Linked DNA regions of Mus musculus: regions 2, 3, 4 and 5 are each linked to region 1. The links are chromatin contacts, called in public HiChIP or PLAC-seq and promoter capture Hi-C maps. All regions are on one chromosome and are shown on one strand. Each heading gives the region's core, a stretch centred on a gene start, on an enhancer-like site or on the middle of the called end of the contact. The rest is flanking DNA. Distances are from core to core; before and after follow the strand shown. Region 1 holds the start of Lrpprc (leucine-rich PPR-motif containing). Region 2 overlaps Srbd1 (S1 RNA binding domain 1). Region 3 holds the start of Epas1 (endothelial PAS domain protein 1). Region 4 holds the start of Cox7a2l (cytochrome c oxidase subunit 7A2 like). Region 5 overlaps Gm30117 (a long non-coding RNA gene).

What was found. Promoter capture Hi-C pulls out the DNA fragments that hold promoters and counts their contacts. HiChIP or PLAC-seq counts read pairs in DNA pulled down with a chosen protein or histone mark.
Region 2: an H3K4me3 HiChIP or PLAC-seq map of stem cell-derived neural progenitor cells shows a contact between it and region 1, with 8 times the contacts expected there. The contact joins the enhancer-like site here to the promoter of Lrpprc in region 1. A contact is called at or near these places in 6 of 39 promoter capture datasets (the 3T3-L1 cell line, the C10 cell line, the HPC-7 cell line and 3 more) and 5 of 115 datasets of contacts at active chromatin or transcription factors (astrocytes, embryonic stem cells, extraembryonic endoderm stem cells and 1 more).
Region 3: a contact with region 1 is called in a promoter capture Hi-C map of pre-B cells. The contact joins the promoter of Epas1 here to the promoter of Lrpprc in region 1. A contact is called at or near these places in 3 of 39 promoter capture datasets (embryonic stem cells, liver and pre-B cells) and 1 of 115 datasets of contacts at active chromatin or transcription factors (large pre-B cells).
Region 4: a contact with region 1 is called in a promoter capture Hi-C map of liver, with 4 times the contacts expected there. The contact joins the promoter of Cox7a2l here to the promoter of Lrpprc in region 1. A contact is called at or near these places in 3 of 39 promoter capture datasets (liver, neutrophils and pre-B cells) and 1 of 484 Hi-C or Micro-C datasets (pre-B cells).
Region 5: a contact with region 1 is called in a promoter capture Hi-C map of liver, with 3 times the contacts expected there. The contact joins the enhancer-like site here to the promoter of Lrpprc in region 1. A contact is called at or near these places in 3 of 39 promoter capture datasets (hippocampal neurons and liver) and 2 of 115 datasets of contacts at active chromatin or transcription factors (astrocytes and large pre-B cells).

What each region holds. Positions count from the first base shown.
Region 1 is chr17:84,788,168-84,792,898 of GRCm38.p6, reverse strand. It overlaps Lrpprc (leucine-rich PPR-motif containing), which reads left to right and starts at 2,113. Exons shown (of 38, transcript NM_028233.2): 1 at 2,113-2,534. The coding sequence starts at 2,386.
Region 2 is chr17:86,029,951-86,034,348 of GRCm38.p6, reverse strand. All of the region lies in intron 16 of Srbd1 (S1 RNA binding domain 1), which reads left to right. Among named protein-coding and RNA genes, the nearest start is that of Gm30117, 100 kb to the right of the region's middle. Within about 2 kb of position 2,103, at least 24 of the 459 cell types and tissues checked have an H3K27ac peak or open chromatin away from gene starts, as enhancers often do. A contact at or near this core is called in the HPC-7 cell line, where this site is marked.
Region 3 is chr17:86,750,827-86,755,209 of GRCm38.p6, reverse strand. It overlaps Epas1 (endothelial PAS domain protein 1), which reads right to left and starts at 1,346. Exons shown (of 16, transcript NM_010137.3): 1 at 902-1,346. The coding sequence starts at 927.
Region 4 is chr17:83,512,218-83,516,688 of GRCm38.p6, reverse strand. It overlaps Cox7a2l (cytochrome c oxidase subunit 7A2 like), which reads left to right and starts at 2,356. Exons shown (of 3, transcript NM_009187.3): 1 at 2,356-2,485. The coding sequence starts at 2,414.
Region 5 is chr17:85,879,325-85,883,747 of GRCm38.p6, reverse strand. The region is part of intron 4 of Gm30117 (a long non-coding RNA gene); the gene reads left to right. Among named protein-coding and RNA genes, the nearest start is that of Gm30117, 47 kb to the left of the region's middle. Within about 2 kb of position 1,322, at least 17 of the 459 cell types and tissues checked have an H3K27ac peak or open chromatin away from gene starts, as enhancers often do. A contact at or near this core is called in liver, where this site is marked.

The DNA.
Region 1 (4,731 bases), core at 864-3,363:
TGCATCTCTAGCTGGAAGAGAGAGATGAGCTACTGGGGCTGCACTTGCTTTGTCTTTTTATCCACTCTGGGACTCCAGCCCATGGAACGCGCGCGCGCACACACACACACACACACACACACACACACACACACACCACACTCATAACACACACACACACCCTACACTCATAACACACACACCCCACATACATACCCCACACATAAACCCCACACTCACACACACATACCACACACAAACCTCACACTCACATACACACACCACACTCATAACACACACACACACATGCACTCAAACACACACACACACCACACTCATAACACACACACCCCACATACATACCCCACACATAAACCCCACACTCACACACACATACCACACACAAACCTCACACTCACATACACACACCACACTCATAACACACACACACCCACACACACACACATTCACAGACATACTCAGGGTGGGTTTCTCACCTAAAACCCTAACACCAAGGAGGCTTCCCAAAAGCCCGTCCCCAAGGCGACTGATTCTGAGTTCCATCATGCTGACAATTAAGAGCACACTTCACAACCGAGGAGTAGAGTTTTAGGAGTAAACCCTTAGAAAGTCCATCATCATAATTACTTCCACCAACCTCGTTTCACATTTGCATCCAGAGCCCTAGCCTTCCTTGGGTGTGGCAAATGCCTGGACTCTCTGCATTCTGCTGGTAGGTTCGTTTCCCAGCAACCACCACAGCAGCTTGTATCTGTCTCTAACTGCACTCCCAGGACATCTGAAGCCCTCTCCTGACCTTCAAGGGCACCAGGCACACTTGTGGTTACACACATACATGCAGGCAAAACACTCATACACATAATAAAATAAATATATTTTTTTAAAAAAGCAAATGATTTTGCGTCACACCTACACTCAGTGGGACCCAGTGGTGTCATTCACATTCAGGGTGGGTCTTGCCACTTCAACTAATCCAATGTAAAAACTCCCTCACTGGCTTAAAGTCTGGTTTCCAAGGTGATAGTAAATCCTATCAAGATTAATCACCACAGACCGTAACCTACCTTAATCTTTTATTTATATCACAATTCTTATGTTTCTTTAGATGTACGGAATTTTGTCTAAATTGAGATCCCCCCCCCCATGTTGTATTCCCAGCATTCCAAATAGTGCCTGACACAAAATATGTGCTCAATAAATAGTACTAATGCTGAATGAGAGAATGAATTATATTCTATCATAGTGCTCTATAGTAACTCAGAGTAACTTCATCTTGCAGGGCGGTATTAGCTTCTCCAAAAGAAAGCTAAGCCAAGTTAACTCTGAACGTATATCCATTCAATAAATGCTCAAAGCACGAAGTGTCTTCAACTGATCACGAGCTTCCGCCATAAAAGAGGCTGCATTCTCATTCTGGGCACTCTGAAGTTTGTTGGCTAGCAGAAGAAACAGCCACATGGGAAAACTTGCAGAGGGAGAATTTGACTGTTCACTTGGTAGCAGTCAAGGAATAACTAAGTAGAGTGGAAACCTGTTCCCGGGTTCACACGAGTGCACAGGGAACCCTTTCAGTATGCGAGCTCTGTGAGGGCAAGAACTTGTTTTCCTAGCTCCAGACCTATCCTCAGACAATTGCACCACTCACTACCTTAGTTGCTTAGTGCATTAACTGGAAGGAGCGGGGCACTGAGAAAAAGAAACTTCAACCTTGACATTTAAAATTATACGACCTTTATTAGAATCCATTGATTTCATGAAGCGAGGCACTTAGGATGAGTTCTGTATATTTATCTACCCCATCCCCAGTCACACAAATAGCATGTAGCTAACCTGGAGGTCCACAGCCTCCCAGTTCTCTTCGTCAAGCTTTTCTCTGGCCGCCGTTTCTGAGAGCTACGGCAGGAACTACGTCACTGAGCAGCTAGGGCAGCGGCTCGGTAGCAACCGAGGCGCAAGGCTGGAACGTCGTAGGCACCCCGGGATCTGCACGGTCGGCCCTTCCCAGCAACCCTCGGTGTCGCTCCTAGTTGGCCCCCCACAAGCCCTTGCGCGCGCATGGGCGGAGCCGACCTCTAGTGGGCTCTACCAACTTCAAAGTGGAGGGGTGTTGTCGCCAGGCTCGCTGAGAGCCGGGGCGCTGGACAAGGGAACAGGGACACTGTGAACGGAAGACAAAAAACAATGTATAGTAAAACAGAAGGCGGATCCAGGGTATCCCGCGAACTCGGCTTGCCTCTCCCGTGAGCCTTGGCGGGGATCTGCCTCCTCCTCCGCTGGACGCCCTCGGTCCTTAGTTTGTCCCACTAGGGGCGACCGGGTCGTCACGTGCTCCTCCAGGTCCTCTGCAGGAGCGTGCATCCTATCCTGCCTTGGGTACGCTGAGCCATGGCAGCCCTGCTGAGACCCGCGCGTTGGCTGCTCGGGGCCGCGGCGGCCCCGCGCCTCCCGCTGTCCCTGCGCCTCCCTGCGGGCGTCCCGGGCCGGCTGTCCTCCGTCGTCCGGGTCGCGGCTGTTGGTAGCCGGCCGGCTGCAGGGTGAGTACCGGACCCTTCCTCCTGACTGGCTGCGGTGGACGGGCTGGTGTCCTGCTCGTTTGCTCCAATTCCGTGGTCCCGGCTTCTCAGGCATGAGGCCACCCCCTCCCCCATGCTTTGCCAGTGGTTTGGGGTGACAAGGTTGAGAGTCTTGAGAAGGTCATGGTCGAGGGCATGGCTGGCTTCCGGCTTGCTGCTTGAGGTCTCTGCCTGCTCTAGCTTTGGAAAGGCCCGTGAAGCTCAATGGCTTTGGGGGAGTGGATGGGGCTGAGGTGGGGACAGGCGTTGTGCCTTTCCTTAGGAGTACCCTTCCTGGGTGCTCTCGCACGCTGGTGACCAGTAACCTGCTAGTCTGTAGTCTTACGAGGCTTTGGTTTTTCATTTTCTTTTTCTTGGGATTGGGGTTTGAAGTTCTAGTGATCTAGGGATAGTTTAGAACTTGACATTTGATCATGGCCAGTTCGGGTTTTTGCTTGCGTTGTGCTGAGTGGAATTTTCCTTCAGTATTTACACAGATGTCATGGGTTGGAGATTGTCACACTAGAATGGATTAAAGGACGCGTGCAAGGTGCTCTGTTGGGATCTATGTACCTACTGCAAAAACAAGTTAAGTTCCTAGTTAGTGTCATGTATTTTTGTGAGTATATGCCTTTCTGGATTGAGGTTATAGGGAAACAAGTATGTTCACTTAAAGAACATAGATATTCTTGACAACTGATAAAGGAAGGTTGGGTGCTTAGGTTTTAGTACCGGAAAGAAATTGACAGTTGTACACCCCACACTAGAACTTTGGGGTCTAGCAAACAGACTTAGGAAGTATGATCTGGAGTGGGGAGCCATGGACTGAGGGTGCTTTGGCTTATTTGCATTAGGCTATTGGACAAATCACTCAGCAGCCCAGGCCTTAAGTTTCTTTAGGTACACAGGTGGACACCGTATAAGGTTAGGACTATTTCATGAGATACAGGGCTTGATGTATATTATAATAACACTGTAATAGAAGTAACTGTCTTCACGGGCCAGCCCGGCACGGCGTATAACTAGATAGATGAAGGAAATGCTTCATGATGTCTGAACAACTTGGTTGTCTTTGGAGAGATGCTTATTTGTAAGTTAGGGTCTTGCCTCTATTTTTGTGGTAGGCTTGAACAGTGAAATCATGCCCTAACTTTCATGTCTTCTGAGACAGCAGTGCTGGTTCCTTTAGCTTTCCTCTAGTGACTAGAATCTAGTCCTTCACCCGAGGCCCCTCGGGGCCAGGGCTAGTGCTGCTACAGTGCAGGCATTGATGTTTGCTGTTGGGTTTGGCAGAAACTGAACACATTTTAGTGACACATCTGTGTGTTCATCAGACCCGGGTTCCACTTCCTCGCTGCATACTCGGATGGACCTTTGACCAAGCTCCCCTGGTTCTGACTTGTCTGTAAGGGAGGGCATTGGGTGTCTTTGTAAAGCTTGTTCAGTCATTCAGCATCCGGGTGTCTCTTCAGAAGCTGTCTCTCCCACGATCCGAAAAACTGGCTGCATGGGGTCAGCCAGCATGGTGGCTCATCAAGAAAAGGTACTTTCTCTGCAAGCCTGGTGACCTTTGTTTGATTGCAGGACCCACATGGAAGGAGAGAACGGCTCCCACAACTTGTCTGTGACCTCCACAGTATCCATGCACATACAAAAGATAAATGGAAGAAAAGCTGTAAGCAGTAACATGACTATGCCGGGGTGACCCACGCACGTGTTTCCCCACACGCGTGTTTCCCCGTAGAGAGGAAACTGCTCAAGCATAGTACGTGGTCTTGTTAACGCGTGTTAGGTCATGGCAGCCAGTGAAGTAGTATTTGTTCTCTTTCTCTGGACTTTGAACACTTTCCGGCCAGTCTCCTATCCCACAGCTTCTAAGCCTGTGTGGAAAACACAACCTTTCTCAGGATTCTATTTATTCTAGAAGCGTCCCACTTGCTCTCTTTCTTGCCCATGGTTTCCTGTCTCCTTTGCTAGCTTCTCATTCCCTGTCGCACACTGTTTTCACACTGCACCTGAGGCTTCGTTCCATTTCTTACTTTTTTTTTTTTTGATACAGTATCTGTATATAGATACCTGGCTGTTTTGGGACTTAAACTCACAGAGAACGACCTGTTTCTGCCTTCCAAGTGCTGGAATAAAATGTGTGTACCATATGACCAGAATCTTAACTATTTAG
Region 2 (4,398 bases), core at 854-3,353, 1.2 Mb before region 1:
GTTATATTTTAGAACCATGTTAGTTTTATCGTGAACTAAGGCACATACGGGGTTTATGTGTATAAACAGGTCTCGAGAGTGTGGAAATAAGAGGTGATGAATTTGAGCTACAGATGTTTACCTAAAGCTGGCAAATAAGTTTGTTTAAAAATTATTCATTCAAGAAAGGAAATTTCCGTACTTATTCTTAGGTGAGAATAGAAGAACTAAGACTTTGTAGTAGAAACATAGTTTTAAAAAATTATATAATGTTAAGATGACACAAATTTTGTGACTTGGCAAATAGTACTTGTAATGTTTGTGACACTCAACAGACCAGTGACTGTCATGCAAATGCCTTTGTGCAGAATTTGGCTTTGGTCAATTATACCTTTTTTTTTTTTTTTCCGGCCCAGAAGCAGAGTGTAAATAATTATACTCACTCTTAAATTGCTCCCTGAAGTATGGTAAAAGTGAGATTTGCAGACTCTTAATACTTGTTAGAGAAGAATATTGATGTTGTATAAATTGTAACTGTTCAGTGGACTCCTTCCAAATGACATGGAGTGGAAAAGTTAATTTTTACTTAAAGAAACTGCACAACTATTCATTTGCTTTCATGCCATGCTGTTTTTTTTTTTCAAAGACTGAATTTGAATATATTTTTACTTCTCTCAAAAATAATAATTAAATTAAGGCGATAGATAGGACAATAAAATGGCAGTTTGCCAGCACTAAGATTAAGAGACTCTCTAGTCCTGCATCATGGGAGTCATGCTCCCATGGTATCCTGTATAACCTGGATTCTATGCAGATACAATGGAGTAAATCCTGTGATACGTCGACTTTTACTAAGATGCTGAAATCAAACCACAAACAACGCAGACAGGACTGCACTGAAATGCCCAGCTTTTTTTGCTTGCCAAGGCAACCCACCGACCTGTGGTGTAGACCCAGCTCATCTAGATATGCTTTGCTGTCTGTGCAACATCATTTGCGCTTGGTATCATCTTCCATCCAATGTATTAAAACATCTCCAAGAAACTGCATATTTGTGTAAGAAGGGGGGCAGTTTAAAAACTGCCCTCTGATGACTCTGAAGCAAACTAGAGATTTGTTCATTGCATGGGTGAGATGCCACATTTGCTCCCCTAAAGCTGCGTAGCAGAAGAGAGGACCATAACCCTTAGATTCTGCCGTCTCTGCGTTAAACCAGAACTTTTTTTCCTCCATCTATATTAGAAGAGCAAGTTTTGAGTTCTGATTTTTTTTTTTCTCACAAATCAAAATTTCAAAGTAGAATTTCTTCGCAAACTTTACCACTCACATTGAGTTTGTAAATTTTAGGATAAAAGAACACTAGTTAAGAAACTATTTTAAAAATAAAACTAAAAACTTGGATCCTTGTGAACTCTACAGAGCTCTCAAGTGTGATGGTGTCGCCTTTCACCCTCTGCTCGTGTCAGCAGACTAAAGGTGAATCTGTGCGTGGATTCATCTTCTGTGGTAACTACAGAAATGCACTGCTTGCTAATAATGACATTGAGTTTACTTTAACGCCATTGTAGGCTCTGTGTGCTGTAATACAGAAAATAATGAGTAATATGAAATGAAGTAGATTATTCTCTCTAGTAAGGGTGCTTAACTCTGGTGGGGCCACCAAGGAGTTTGGTCATGATTGACAAGCATCTAGTGGAGTCTTTTCTTTTTCTTCCTCTTTCCCCCCCTGTAGCAATGTTGAAGTCAGTCAAAGAATATATACAAAGCTGAGCGAATACCAGTTTCCCCAGTACAGGGGCTATTTTTTCAGGAAGTCTAACTCAAACCAGATGTTTTGCCTAGACCTAGAGTTTGTTGCTGCCAAGTATCTCATCAGAGGTCAGAGTTCTGGGCTCTGGGCCCTGCTAGAATTCTTTCACAAATTGCTATTTGGTGAGGTTTTAATCCTAATGGAAAGAATAATGTGCTTGTAAAATCTGCAGTTATTACAAACACAGTATACATATTGTGAACTTCAAATGACTACATATTTTATTCCCATAAACAGGGACTGCAGATGGATGCCTACTGTGATAGCTTTAGACACTCTGACTAAAGCCTAGTATACAGTTTATGCCACGTTAGCCATTTTCATTTGTATTACCCAGTAAAAGCAATGCCTGTGTTTGGGTGACACTGGGAACGAACTCACACTCTCTACCAGGACCAGTTTTCTTTTTCTTAAAAACAATCTTTGCAACCTCATACAGCTGTTTGAATACACAGGAAGGTCTGTGGAGATGACAGCAGGAAGTGAAAAGTTCCTCGGGTGACACCATCGTGTCAGAATGCAAGTGTCCATGTTCAGAAACATGTCTGTTGGCATCACGTGCATTTGCTCAGATCTCTTTGGAATGGTGGGTGTAATTGAGACTCATTGGGAAAGAAGGAAGATTAGTGATATTTACCAATAGTGTATACTTAATACTGTAAGTATTATTACATGCTGATTTAGGGGCTCTGTTGTTGTACAAGTCCAAGAATAATTCTGAAGTACCTACAATGTGTAAAACCCAAGAATCCTGATTTGGCCAATTGATAAGTTTGTTTGTTAGACTGGACCTACTAAAATTAAATCACTGTTGTAAGTGTGGCCAGTTTGTGTGTGTGTGTGTTGACAATACAGTAGAATATCATATTTGTGGAAAAGAAAATTAAGCTTAAAAAAATTAAGGACAAATTCTAATGTCTCTGAATTATGCCATTTCATTACAAAGCATTTTGGTTCCAACAGTTTATAGTATTTATTTGGAGATGGGATTCTAATTTTCTTTTTGTTTTTAAATGGCACCAGTATAAGGTGTACTAAATATATAAATACAGTGCAAAAAGGTTCTGTAAGTCTTGGAAAGAAATAAAAGCAGTTAACTCCAGGACTCATAATTCTAATAGGACCTAATAGGATGTATACAGGAGGGCAGTGCTTTCTAACTACCAGTCTTGTTTCATGTCTATAAAAGAAAATTAGCATTGATGCCTGCTCTGCTGCACAGACTGGCCATTCAGTTGGCGTTGGGAGGGGTCACCAGCTCTATGAACTGGCTGTCCTAATTGCTGCCAGCAAGTGAGAAAAAAATATTGAAGTATGATACAAAGAGATTTTGTTTGGGAAAATCTGTAATGTATCAATTTATTTAAAATAAAAGGATCTTTCTGGCTTCTCTTCCCCTTCCTACTGTGTACTGACAGCATCTCCCTTCCTCCTTTTCTCCCTCCCTCCCTCCCTCCCTGCATCTCCTGTCTTCCATATGTGTGTGTGTGTGTGTGTGTGTGTGTGTATTTGTGTGTGTGTTTGTGTATGTGTGTGCACTGTGCTATAGATCAAACCAAGGTCTTGAACTAACAAGACATAGACTCTACCACTAGGCTCCCTTTCATATCCTAAATGGTGTTTTCTGGTCATTCTTTTACTCTTTGATGCCTCTGAGCGTGCATGGTCGGCCGCTCTCGCACCTAGCTGTGGCCCATTCAGAACCTTTCAGTCTCGCTGTAGCTAAGCTTCCCTACAGAAGGTCTTTCTTGAAGACAGGTTTAGTATTGCTTTCTAATGTTTTTATTGTCTTTGATATTTCTGAGCAGGAAAATGGTGTGTTTTTATGATCATACGCCTCAGTTTGTAGGTTTTCCTCCTAGACGTCCAAGGAGATACCATTATCAATTTCTGTAAACAAGTAGAAAATAAATGTCAAAACTTAAGCCTCCAATCCATCCTATGTGGCACAATCATTCAAGTATAATTTAAAACACAGTCTGAGACTATGATCACGTAATGAGAAACAAACAATTCCATATTAATGAGAACCCATTTGCCAATAATTCTGTCATTTGTAACTTGAATCAGTCATCACCCCTGCAAATAACCCTCTCAAGACATTATTTGCAATTTTGTCCTCTGCTTTCTGTCCTTGATGTTGTGAAAATGGCCGTCTACTGTTACAGGAATGAAAAGAGATCCCATTCAAACATCTTTTGTGTTTCCACTTTCAGTGAAAAATGTTTTTCAAACCTGCAGCTGGTTATTTCTGCAGGAGTTCCCACTTATGCTCAGATTTGATTGACATTTTGAAATGGCAGGTTTTCATGAAAAGCTGTTAACTTGTAGAATTCAGTTATGGTACCAAGACAGACTGACTTTGTTCTGTGGCTGGGACCTGTCCAAACTAAATAGACCCCTGCATCTGACTTTAATAGTGCACTCGGCCACGATAGGGCACTTTGCCTTTTACTTCCCTCCAAGACTGATGCCTCTTATGTGTTCAAAATGAACGTGATGGATAGTCATGCCAACAGCCTTCTGTTCTGCAGTTGCTTTAATTGGCTTATAGAGTCATCTTCTTCCCCTCTTAAATATCTAATGGACCAAGACAGACCTTCATTTTT
Region 3 (4,383 bases), core at 97-2,596, 2.0 Mb before region 1:
GCGGCCAGCTATAAACTTTTGCAGGCGACGAGAATGTACCCAGGTCTGCGGCGGGGTCACAGTGTGTTCCCACCTCAGCTCCTAGAGCTGGGTGTCAAGTCACCAGATGCGGGGCGGATTGAAGGAGGCTCGAGGGCAGCGCGAGTTGCCCCGAGTTGCCTCTCACCCAGTGCCGAAAGGTTCGCGAGGACAAACCTTCGTGGCTGCCCTTCGTCTTAAGAATCAGACACTCGGAGCCGCCGGGTGTCACGGTCTTCTCTCTGCACACTAGAGCACCTGCCCCCGCAGGGCAATCCAGGTCACTCACTCCCCACTCTCTGCCGGAGTCTAGGTGTAGGGTAAGGTTAAGGGGGTTGAACAAACTTGGGTGCCGTCTGGAGCAGGACCCTTGACAGTGTTCCGGCTTCTCGGTCAGGGCGCACCCCAGAGTTGCGCTTTGCCCTCTGTTCCATGCTAGTTTGGGGCGCAAAGCCCGCATAGGAACGCTCTCGGAAAGACCTAGAGGGTCTTAGGAAAAGAAAGGCGTGTCTACTGCTCCAGCATGGAAACCCTAAGAGTCGAGGGCATCAGCCCAGAAACATTTCAAAACACTCGCTAGGGAAGCTTGGTGCTCCAGGGACGACAGACTTTGGAAGGCGCCGCGGAAGCACCCCTGACCTCCAGGGCCATCTCTCCGTGTCTCAAGGTCTCGGAACTATCCGCTTTGCAACTCTACTGCGACACCGCAGCTCCTTGTCCCTAAAGGCATCACCGACTCGCTTACTCAAAGCCCCTCAACAGCGGTCCTCCAGCCTCCGAGAACTCTCGCACCCCTCTCCCGACTGCCCCGGGTCGCGCCCGCCACGCGCAGTTCCGCCAATGCCTGGGACCAAGTCGGTCGCCAGCTTTGACTCCCGCTTACCTTTTTTTCTCCTTGTCAGCTGTCATTGTCGCCGTGGCCCTCCGAGACCCGGAGCACCTGGGTTCCTTAACCCCGTAGGGGCTGCAGCCGCTCTCTTTGCTGTGGCCCTCCGCAGCTCTCTGTCGCCCGGGCAGGTGTGAAAGGTCTTTAGTGCTCGCAGGTCCGAGAGTCCCGCTCAATCAGGTGGAAGTTTGCAGAGGGCTGGCTAGGTGCGGAGGAGGAGGAGGGAGGAGGGGGGTGACGGGGAGGAACCTGCAGGAGGAGGCGGGGCCGGGGAAAGGAGTGGGAGGAGGTTGTAAGACGCCAAAAGAGAGAGAGAGCAGCGACAAGGGACCTGGAGTTCCGTTTAGCCCCGAACAGGAGTCACTTTTCTGGGATCTGACAAATCAAAACCAACCAACCAAAAAAGAAAAAGAAAAAAAGAAAAAGAAAAAAAGAAAAAAAAATGGCTCGAAGAGAGCAAGTTGGAAAAAAATCCGGGGGCAAGCGAGTGCGGCCGCTGAGATGACCATACAGTCTCAGGACACTGCCGAGGATTGTACGGCCGCCTCAGGAGAGCTGGAGCGGAGCGCTGCGGACTCCGGAGCTGTACACCGGCCGCTCTCGAATGTCCGGCCTCCTCGGCTGTCAGCCCACTTTAAAAACTCGGACGGCCCGCCCGCGGGAGGGCGCGAGGGGCGCGGGAGTGGGACATCGGGCTGGGGGCGGGCCGGGGGCGGGGCTCCAGAGAAGCCCCGCCCCGCACGCTGGCTGCCTGCCCCGACTTCCCACCGTGTCCCGGCCAATAGGGAGGCGCGGCCACAGCCTCTGCCCTGACCCCGTCCCTCCCCTTTCTCTGGAGCTGCGCTCCTCGGGCGCCCGCCTGCCCTTCCTCCTCCTTCCGCAGAACTGCGACTTGTTTTTGAGGTCGCTGGTGGCGAGTAACTATATGGGACTCCAAATGGAAGCGCAGTTAGCGCAGGACTGAGTAATGGCGGGGATCTGCTACCCAAGTTCGGAGTATGCCTTTGCGCCAGTGTCCTTTCAGCCTCACTTTTCCCCTAAGAGCTAGGCTAGGGCAGGAGCGCTGGGTCGGAGATCGCGAGCGCAGCTAGGGCGTGCAGCGAGCGCCCAGCCAACCCCCCCCCCCCCCGCTTCCGGGTGCTGCTATAGTCCCCTAAACCATCCACTTGGCTCCCTTCGGCCGGCGGTAATGATCCCCAGGACCCTGTCGGCTCTTGTTCTTGTCTGCCTTGGAGGTGCGCTCTCTTTGGCCAAACTGACCTTGACTTCTGAGTCCCGAGTGGCAGAAAGTTGTGGGAGAAACTGGGACAAAAATGATCTAGGGTTGCTCCTGCCTGTGTCTTCCTCAACCGGTTTGTGGGTTTTGAGGTGCTCGTGGTAGACTGTTAGGTTTAAGTGTATGCCTGAGAGGAGAGCCTTGGAGCTCCCTCAGGCCTCTGCCCGCTCTCAATACCCCAGTATCACCGTGGGCTCCCCAGAGAGTTCCTGAGTGTGATGTTGGGATGTGTTGATAGCGTGTTCCCAAATCACTGGATGTGCTCTTCCGGGGTTCGAAGGATACAGCCAACTGCAGGACGTGGTGTTATGAAGTCTCCTCTTCCCTAGGCAGTCAGAGGGTTCTTTGGCCTTTCCACCTGTGAGATGCCCACTCCTGCTTTGATCTTAGACACTTTCCCATTTCCTACTTCTGCAGGAAAATCTCCAGAAGGAAGAAGGGCAGCCATGGATTTTTGAAGGCTAGGGAAAGAGCCAACGGGCTCCATAGTTGTGAATTGCGGAGAAAGCACGGTCCCTCAAATTGGGCTGCCCTGGTATCTAAAGTTTGTGCTTCCCGAACTATTCTTAAACACAAGTTTCCTAGTAAAATTATAACCAGAGACTGTGTGTGTGACTGTGTCTTGGGGTGGGGGCGATTTTTAAGTTTGTTTAAGCATGAAGAAGGTGGATACTTTTTGAAAGTCTTGGGGAGGTATCTGAAAGAATGAGTGCTTGAGCACTTGGAAATCAGTTGACACACCTGAGGGTGATTTCAAAGACCAGACCCTTTTCACTCTTGGAGGCTGGTGGATGATTTCCTATGACATTTCTACATCCAGACACCCTGGGTCTTAATAATAAGAAATTCAAATTGGTAGACACAGTAGTAATAAAATATAAACATATTTTGTTTGCTTTATTTTATATATTCTCTTGAGATTGGAATGGAGGGAGGGAGGGAGGGAGGGAGGGAGGGAGGGAGGGAGGGAAAGACCAGACAATAAAAAACCTTAAGCACTTCGACAGCTTCAAGGCCCCAGACATTGTTTTTCACCAGAGCTTCTGCTGGATTTGAGCTGTACTTGACAGGTGACTGGGCGATACCTGTAACCCGCAGGGAACATTTCAATAGCCTTGAGGTTATGAAATTCGTTTGAGAAGTTTTTGATTTTTAAGAGGAAAGATAAGGGCCCTGGATTCAATCCCTAATTCACAGTTACTTCTAAAGTAGGGGTTCTGGTCGGACATACTGGCTCACACCCTTAATCCCAGCATTCAAGAGGCAGAGGCAGGCAGACCGCAGAGTTCCAGTCCTGAGGGAAAACAATTTTTGCATAACATCAAGACCGGAGATGCTTGACCACGCCAAGTCCCGACTGCAACCAGTTGTCCTGGCGTGGAAATCAGCATCAGAATACACAGCGCAAGACCATCCCCCAACACGGGCCAGCCTGGGTTACAAAAAAAAAAAAAAAAAAAAAAAAAAAGTTCCTAGTCAGCCAGGGTTATACAGGGAAACCCACTTTGGGGGAGATGGAGGGGAGAGGTGTAAGAGGTCACTCAAGAATACTTCAACTTTCCCTATGTTAGTTGCATCCCCTCTTCCTAACCTACAAATTAAGTGCGCCTCGAAGATTCCCAGGACTAGACACAGACTTGCATAGAGCAGAGCCAGGTGGCCTAAAGACCTCTTAAGATGTCTTCCAGAGAAGACATGGTGTCAGCAGTCTTTGTAAGGAGCTGAGCATGTAAGCCAGACATAGACTTCTTTGAGGTCTTGGCCTCCATGGAAAACTAAAGGGGGGCAGCTCCGAATAAAGATGGTACGGTTTGGGAGGGGCTAAGACCTTAGCTTTACATGAGTGTCTCTGGAAGCATCTGTGTTAGGCTCACATAGCAGCAGAAGGCATCTTAAAGTCAAACTCTCATGCTGCTTAAAGCGGGGGAAGGGGGTACACAGATCACACATCTCCTAGAAAGTCTCCTCACCCGCGTGTCTCAGCCCTCTGAGGTACTGCAAAGACTGTGACATCAAAGGAATGTTTGCCTAGCTATTTTACTAAGAGATGAGACTGGCCAGGCACTGCTGGCCCACACCTTTAATCCCAGAACCTGAGAGGCAGAGACAGGCAGATCTCTGTGAGTTCTAGGCCAGCCTGGTCTACAGAGGGGGGTTCAGAACAGCCAGAGCTACACAGTGATACCTAGTCTCAAAAAAGGGG
Region 4 (4,471 bases), core at 1,107-3,606, 1.3 Mb after region 1:
AGTCTCCTGAATGGTTGAGTCTCTGATCGTGAGTAAAGGAGACGGGGTAACGATGGCTACCCCTCCATTGAAGAGGGAATGAGGTTTCACAAAGGGCCATCATCAGGCTTAAATCATTCAGCTGCAGAGAAACTAGAACTCAAACAGAAATTGTGATTTTTTTAAATTTCTTTTCTTTGTGTTACATCATACCATGCCTTTGTAAAGGTATCACCCTGGCTAGACTTATGTCAACTTGACACACAAACTAGTGTTATCTGAAAGGAGGGAACCTCAATTGAGAAAATGCCTTCATAAACTCTGGCTGTAGGGCATTTTCTTAACTAGTGATTGATGTGGGAAGACCCAGCCCATTATGGGTGGTGCCATCCCTGGGCTGTTGGTCTTGTGTTCTATAAGAAAGCAGGCTGAGCAGGCCAGAGAAAGCAAGCCTGTAAGATCTGCCCCTTCATGGCCTCTGCATCAGCTTTGGCCTCCAGGTTCCTGCCCTACTTGACTCCCTGTCTTGACTTCCTTTGGTGATGAACGGCAATGTGGAAGTGTAGGCTGCATAAACCCTTTCCTCCTCAATTTGCTTTTTGGTCATGGTGTTGGTTGCAGCAACTAAGCCTGGGTGGACAGTAAGGTTGGATTACTCATCATTAGAAGCTGCTGGAATCTTTGCTGTTCAGGGTATTTGAGGTGCTGAAGACAAAGGCAGGATGCTAATTCACACCCTTGCTCTAGAGTGCTCAGCCTTGAGTCTTTTCTTCTTATTCTTTAAAGATTTATTTACTTATTATATGTAAGTACACTGTATCTGTCTTCAGATCCTCCAGAAGAGGGTGTCAATCCCATTCTGGACGGTTGTGAGCCACCATGTGGCTGCTGGGATTTGAACTCAGGACCTTTGGAAGAGCAGTCAGTGCTCTTAAAACCGCTGAGCTCTCTCTCCAGCCCTGGATTTATATCTATTTATCTGTACTCTTGAGCCTGGTGCCTGACTCTGCCACTAATTGCTGTCCTCAGCAAGTCGCTCCGTTCTTCTGTGCTGTAAAATAGAGATGGTCATAGTACCAATTCTCGGGTTGTGGGGGTTCAATGCATTTAGAGAAAATACTATGTTAAGCTTGGCATCATCAGCTATTCATTACCAACTTACATTTAAAATATAGTATGCATAAATCTATAATGTGTGTGCAAAAACCTCTGGTTAAATGATAGGACTAAAAACTTGTTCCTGGAGGTTAGGAAGCCGGCACACTCTGTTTATGCAGTATTCGACTCAGAGTGGAAGCTTAAGTCACACTGCATGGTGCGGCAGAGTATAACCATAACCAGGAAGCTGTAACTGCGCATCATTCAAGCAGAAGGTAGAGATTTCACAAGTGTTCCCAGTCACCTCCCCTGCATACGTTTATCTCAAAGAACAGGGCCTAGGAAGAGATGAGCAACCAAATGAATGCTGACAAAATCTCACTCTCAAAAGCGCAAGATGCACACACAGGTGCTTTAAGTTTACGTCTACACAAAGCCTATAGATTCTTCCCTCTTCTTCTCCCCTCTCTCTCTTTCCTTCTCCCCTCTTTCCTTCCCTCTTCTTCCCTCTTTTCTCCCTTCCCTCTCTTTCCTTTCTTCCCTCTCTCCCCTTCCTCTTTCTTTTCTCTCCTCCTTCCCTCTTTTCTTCCCTCTTTCCTCTCTCTCCCTCACCTCTTTTTCCTCTTCCCCTCTACCCCTTCTTTCCTTTCTTCCTCTCACCATCTCCCTCCTTGATCTCTCTTCTCTTTTCTCCCCTTTCCTCTTCTCTCTCCTATCTCCTTCTCTCCCACTCTCTTTCCTTTCCTGTCACTTTTCCCGGCATTGAGACAGGATTTTGCTTACAGGCGATGCACTCACGGCTCCAAAGAGCTGTTCTTGTCATAACTGAGGTGAAATTCCTAACAACCCTTGGTACATTAAGACCCCTCAACAGATACTAATAACCCTGAAATGGGGCGGGACCTGGGCCTGACGAGACCCCACCCACGTCCTGGGCCCGCCCCCGCTCTAGGCCCCGCCCAGAACTCGCTCTGACCGACTGTGTCGCTCTCAGCCGCCCTCTTTGTCCACAGGACGCTTGCGCACCTGTCAAGGCGCCTTGGCACTGCCCACATCCAAGTGAGTGGTACAGAGAAGCCTGAGTTTTCGGGAAGCCTGAACACAGCCTCTTTCCATGTCTTTTAGAGTTTGTTTTCGTTTCTAGGTCTTGAGAAAGCGCGGTTTTTTCCCCCCGACGTTGCGTAGGAGGCTATGTTTTAAGTCAGGCGTTCTCTAGACAGTCCGCATTTTGGATTAAGGTCCTTGCGCTGAGCTTTGGGCGGGCCTAAGGGGAAGCCGGGTCCTTTTCTAGGGCGGTCGCACAGGCAGCGGCGGTGCGAAGCGGGCCTCCGCCAACATGTACTACAAGTTTAGCAGTTTCACGCAGAAGTTGGCTGGAGCTTGGGCTTCGGAAGCCTACACCCCGCAGGTACACTTTTGCCGCGTCGCCTTGGGCCGGAGAACAGCAGCCCGAGGCAGGCAGTTGCGAGGTTCGAGCCGTGAAGGGTTTCTGCCGGCCGACCGGTCCGGCTTGCTGGTGTCCCCTGGTGTCCTTAACCACGCAGGCTTGGAGCGGTCGCCGAGGTTTCTGGGTGTGTGCTGCACCCTAGGCGAGGTTTGCATGGCACTGAACTCAGGTCTGATACCTTGCGGGGGTCAAGGTGACCCCTGGGGTGGTTGCTTGTTTAAGGTGGATTTCCCGTAGAATCTGTGAAGGATTGCAGAAGGTGACATAACTGTGTTTGGGTTTCTGCTCTCTCTGGTTGAGGTGGCCTTTGTGACTTCCTCTTGTTACTGGCCCTGTCACAGCCCAGAAAGCAGCTTTACCCAGCTACCAAATGGAAGACTGGGAGGGCGGATTTGAGAAGCTCGCTCATAAGGCATGGGAATATATATATGTGTATACATACATACATACATACATACTGGGGAAAGCATCGGAAGTGACACCCAACGAGGTTTATGCTTTTGCTAGTTTTAAAGTGGCAGACGGTGACCGTTGACTACTGGGCAATCTGACATTATCCAGGTTCCAGTTAGATCCTATCAATGGCGTTCCCATCTCCAATCTCAGTGTTGTGAAAATGTGGTATTTTAGAGTTCCACTTAATACTGGGTTAGTACTGAATTTAGCAGCCTTAATCTAGTGACCTTGACTGCCCCTTCTAATTCGGGGCAGCATTAACTTGGGTTAAATGTGATGTGTCGAGTGAGCAGATTTTCTGGCAGATGGTTGGTGCTGGATAAATGCTATATATTCTCCTGAACTGAATCACTGCTCAGCATAGTTCGAGAAGCCTTGGTGGGACACGAAGCTGAAAAACCTTGAATAGTAAGTGACCTGTATGGGCTGTAAAAGAGATTGTCATTACTGCCTCTTTTCTACCCCTATGGGACACTCCATCTTAAGGGACAGTGTTTAAGTATGATTTCATTACAAGAGTAGATGTGCTTTCAGGAGAGAGGAGGCCAAGAAGGGTCGTATGGGAGGTTGAGGAGGAAAAGTCTCAAGAGTGTTTAGGTGTTCAGTGTCTAGTGCTGTGTTGTGTCTGGTAGCTGCTGAGGTTTTATGAATGTGGTGCTTAACAGACATGGCTGCTAGTAGGCTCTTTGCTGCTGGAGAGATCATAAAAAGAGAGAGAGAGAGAGACACCATCGTTCTGTTACAGAAATGTGGAAGGAAATGAGGAAAATTCACTCAAAGAACAGTCCAGTGTTAGAGGTGAGCAAGTGTGGTGTCAGTGGAACCCAGTGTAATGAGTTGTAAGGAAAGAACTGCCAGTATGTTGACTGATTTCTTGACAGACGATGTAGGTAAATGGCTGATTGCATTGTATCATCATCTATAGTGTATTTTCAGTGCATAGAGATGGTATGTTACTTTAGGCAAGGTTTGGCATACTTATGCCATGTGACGCACTCCTTTGTTAGTACCCAGACCATAAATTATACCACCTGCAGGAAGGTCTCTCAAACTCGCATTAAAACCCCTGTCTGCCTTCCTGTTTTGACATTTATCAGTTATAAATAGTTCTGCCTGTTTTTGAACCCCTGTAAACCCCACAGAAACTTCACTTTTGAGGTTCCTTCATGTTACAGCGTATGAGTTGTTTCATCAAAAATGTCACAGTTTCTTTTGTGGTGGTTGTAGATGTGCTTTTTATATTTTATTTTATTTTTTATGTATATGAGTGTTTTGTTTGCATGCATGCCTGTGCGCTTCATGCATGCTTAGGCCTGCAGAAGGAGGTTCCAAATCTCCTGGAACTGGAATTACAGACAGTTGTGAGCCACTGTGTGGGTAGAGGGGATTAAACTTGAGTCCTCTCCGAAGAGCAGCCAGTGCTCTTAACCTGCTGCACCGTTTCTCTAGTTTCTATAGATGTTTCTAGTGGAGATGAAGCAAAGGGTAAGC
Region 5 (4,423 bases), core at 73-2,572, 1.1 Mb before region 1:
AACGTCCACACCTTAATGTCTGTATCACTTTTCAGGAATGCCATCAAAATTTGAAGGCACCAATGGGTTGCTTCCACTGCTAGCTACACTGAGGATCAAGCTTTCAGTGCAGGAGCCTTTGGGGGACACTCACATCTACCCAAAACATAAGAGCGGGTAAGAAGATTGGGCTCAATATGTGTCACAGTGGCCCAGTCTTGGCACCCAATCTCACAAGACTATTTCCTCATCTGTAAAATCAGATTGGAAACAGCAACTATTTCTCACAGTTTTCCAAAAAGCTAGAGCCAGTAGTATGTGTGCAGAGTAGACCAGGAGGCAGAAGACTCAGAAAACAGTTCTGTCTGGTCTAAAAACAGGCTGCTTGCTGAGTTCCTTGCTCTTGGGGGATGAGTCTTTGCTCTTATTCGGCCCTCAGCTGATTAGACAAGGCTACCCCCAGTCCTGGGTTGTATACTTCTTTACTCTGTCTAGAGGTATACATTTTAATGTCATCTGACATCCTGAATGTTAGACCAAATATCTAAGCATTCTACTCAGCCAAGTTGACATATAAAATTAATCATCACAGCTGGTCCCAGGGACAGGCTTGGAGATCTAACTAGTCAGGAAATAATAGAAGTCCTCTACGTTCTGAAAGCTTCTCTCCCACAATGAGGGACTCTGTGGGCTGTGTTTGTACCCCACGGCAAGAGTACTGGTACACTGGGAGCTCAGCAGCCCCTGGATGGATCCTTGTTCTTTCTTCTGTCTGTCTAAGCTGACACTCTCCCTCCTAGTCACCCCCAGGTGCACCCCAGCCAGTCCTCAGGTGAGGGGGTCGGGAGAGGCCCTGGAGTTGCCTGATACTAGATACTTCCTTCCTGCCGGATTAAGGAAGTATTGTCAGCATCGAGTCTGTGTTTACCAAATTAACAAATGGACTTCAAGTCAAACACTAGGCGATTTGTGAGATGGATTTCTCAACAACGTGCCAACTGAGGGGGTCGCTCCCAGGTGCCGGGCTGTTTGCCGCTTCTTGGACTACTGGACTTTGACATCATGTCACTTTAAGGTGCTCTTCGTGGAAAGCTGTGACCCTGCCATTCCTTAGGCAGGGCGGAGAGCCTCCACGCAGGTGTTCCGAGGTCAGCTGGAGTCCGGCTTTGCTTTGGGGCCAGCTGCTTTCTTCTGGTCCCAACAGACACAAAGATTCTTGGTCAGTGGCTCCAGAATGGAAAATAAAGTGTGTTGAAACACTTGCTCCCCACTAGGCATCTCCATCATGGGTAGAGCAGGGCCTCCAGCCAGACACTGGCTCTCTGCTAACTGTGGCAAAGACAGCAGAGACAGCAGGGCCCCAGCGCCTGGACCTGCTGTCCGTAGATGCGTGTTTGCATCCTGTCCATGCCTGGGAAGCCACTGCTTCTTTGCCTTGGTACTTAGAGCGTGTCTCAGGATCTGTGGCTGCTCCACTACAGGGGCACATGGTCTTCATACCTCTCATGGGAGAGACCCCCAGGGAACACAACGCTTAGCATGCGTACCTTTATGCAGTCGAGGGATGACTGTCTCTTGTAGACCTGTCTTCTGGCCTGCATTTTGTGGCCCACTGTTTGTTAAATGCTATTTACTTTGGAAAGGCATTAAGAGGAAAGAAAACAGTGCCCCAGCACCTTCCCCTGAGCCCCTCTGCAGTAATCGTCTGAAATGTAAAAACTTCACTCGAACCTTTTCCTTTCCTTGGCTCGCTGGACAGCAAAAGAGCTGGTTTAACTGAATTGCCCAGTTGTTTGATGACTCAATCAGTCAGCAAATATTTGTTTTGTGAAGCCTCTGAGTAAAGCGCTCAGTGTTTGATTAAATTGTTTGATGAAACAGAACAAATAGACGTGTCTTTTGGGCCCCTTGTAGACACCGGCTTTGCTCGAGATGTGCGCCACTAATTACCCTCCCACACTAATTACAGATCTGAGTCAAACCCAGCTCTTTCCCTTGAACCCAAAGCTAACCCTGGAAATCTGGTAATGCAATTACTGAGCTTGTTTCAACATGTTGGGGAGAGGGCAAGAGGGGAGAGAGAGAAAAAAGAGAGAATGTGAATTTGCCCCATTTATGAACCCCACAATGAGTGAGGGTTACAAAAAAAAAGGCTCTAGACCCAGGGAATAATACAAGCAGGCCTGTAGAGCTCAGCATGGTCTGGTGTCTGAGATCTGGCTTTGAAAAGAAGCCGGAACCCGCTTTCTTAAGTGGCCTTTAATGTGTTCCTGTGGGCTTAGGGTTTTTATTAGCTTAGTTTTTAATTGATGTCACAACTCAAAGTCAGGAGCATATTTTAAGAAGGAGCAAAGAATGAAAACACTCGGGAAACACACGAAACAACCCAAACTCTAAACCACAACAGTGAAAAACCGTGTCTTGCTTTTACACATCATCTCAGTGTTAGGCATTTGATCTGTCAGATATGCTTGTCATACCCACATAGTTTATAATCCAATATGTTCAGGCAAGAATTTTGGCACAACCTGCCAAGAGCGATCCTGAACTTTCCTTGACACTTTAAAGAGCACGTAATGTGTTGAGGGGTGTGAGGAATGACTGATTTGGTGGGAAGCCTTAACCCTTTCATCTAGGTCTAAGACTCTTTTGCAGATAGACCTTGCTGGAAAACAGAGTCCAGGGAGGACCTGCCACAGGTGCTGGTGACAACCAGGAGTGAGTGCTGACAGATACAGTATCCACCACGGCCCTCAAATGCTTGTGTGTCACTAGGGCTCTGAACTAGAATGTCCTTCGAAGAAGACTTCATGGGAAGATGGCATCCTATTCATTTTTGCCTTGGGATTCCACAGGACTGTTTGGATGACCTAACCCAAGTTTCAAGTTTGCATGTTGAAATCACTTGGAATGCTTAAGAAAATAAGAGAAAACAACAACAATAACAACAACAACAACAACAACAACAAAACCGGTCTATGAAAATCAATGTTGAGTCTGACCTACTACTAACCAACTAGAGTCCCTGCAGCATCCCTCAATGATGAGACTGCATTCCCTGGTGATTCTCACGGACAGATGACTACAGTTCTGCTTCTCATTATATAGATGAGGAAGCTGCGGCCTGTCTTTAGAGGAGACTGACAGTGTCTGGACATAACTCTAAACCAAACACCTATGGATTTGTTTGAATGCCTACAGAGTGCTCAGCCCTTCCCTGCTTGTAAGAAGAGCTTGCCGTTAATAAGCATCCAGCCTCAGAGGTGTGGTCAGGAAGAACTAATGGCTAAAGTAGTCACCGATGTGCAGGCAGGAGCTAAGCTTCATAACATGAGTGCTAATCACAGGAGAGATGCAAACACTGACGGATAGAGGAAAGCATTGCTGGAGTTGGCATTAGAGAAGAGGCCAGTGTCAGCAGGAAGAGAGGCACACTCAAAGGCAAAAGGTGGGACTATATCTTGGAGGCCAGAATGAGTGGTTCCTTATTGTGTCCTTTGGTGGCCTGTTCTGGAGGACATAGGCTTGGAGACAGTGCATGAGGTCTGAGCAGGGATTGAAGGCCGCAAGACTGGTTCTGCCTTCTTAGCAGATGTTTGAAAATGACTCTGTCCAACATGGGACAAACGTAAGGTTAAAATGGAAAGTTAAGAGTGACTAGGTGTGATGGAGCTCTGTTCTGATTGGTTGGTGCACCCAAGTCATAGCAATGTTCACATATTTAAAAAGTCTTCCCTTCTCCACATCCTTGGCTAAATGCTACCCTAGACTTGAGGGCTTCGTTTTAAGACATGGATTTTGGGGAGTTTTGAGGAGAAGGAAGCAGACATGATTGCTAGTGAGGTGGTGTCTTAGTCAGGGTTTCATTTCTGTGAGGAGACACCATGACCCAGGCAACTCTTATAAGGGACAACATTTAATTGGGACTGGCTTTCAGTTTCAGAGGTTCAGTCCATTATCATCATGGTAGAAAGCATGATAGTGTCCAGGCAGGCATGGTCCTGGAGAAGGAGCTGAGAATTCTTCATCCTGATCCAAAGGCAGGCAGAGCTTGAGTACTGGGAACCCTCAAAGTCTGCCTATACAATGACACACTTACTCCAACAAGGCCACACCTCCTAATAGTGCCACTTCCCAAGGGCCAAACATATTCAAACCACAAGTGGTGAGCATTCAGTCACAGGTGGACAAAGAAATCTCAGGTCAATGCTAATCAAAAGTCCCACATCCTCAGGGATCCAACCAGGGACTTCTGATCCTGCCTGTTGCTGTCCACAGCAGTGCATGGACCACGGGCAGACTGGGTCTCTCCCCACTACATACATACGTTTTCCACCAAAGCCACTGGGTCTTACATCATGGTCCTCCCATTGTCTTCTCTTACACTTCCTGCATGGCTGTTACCTCCCCCTTGATCCTGTGGATCAAACCAACCTCTATTTGC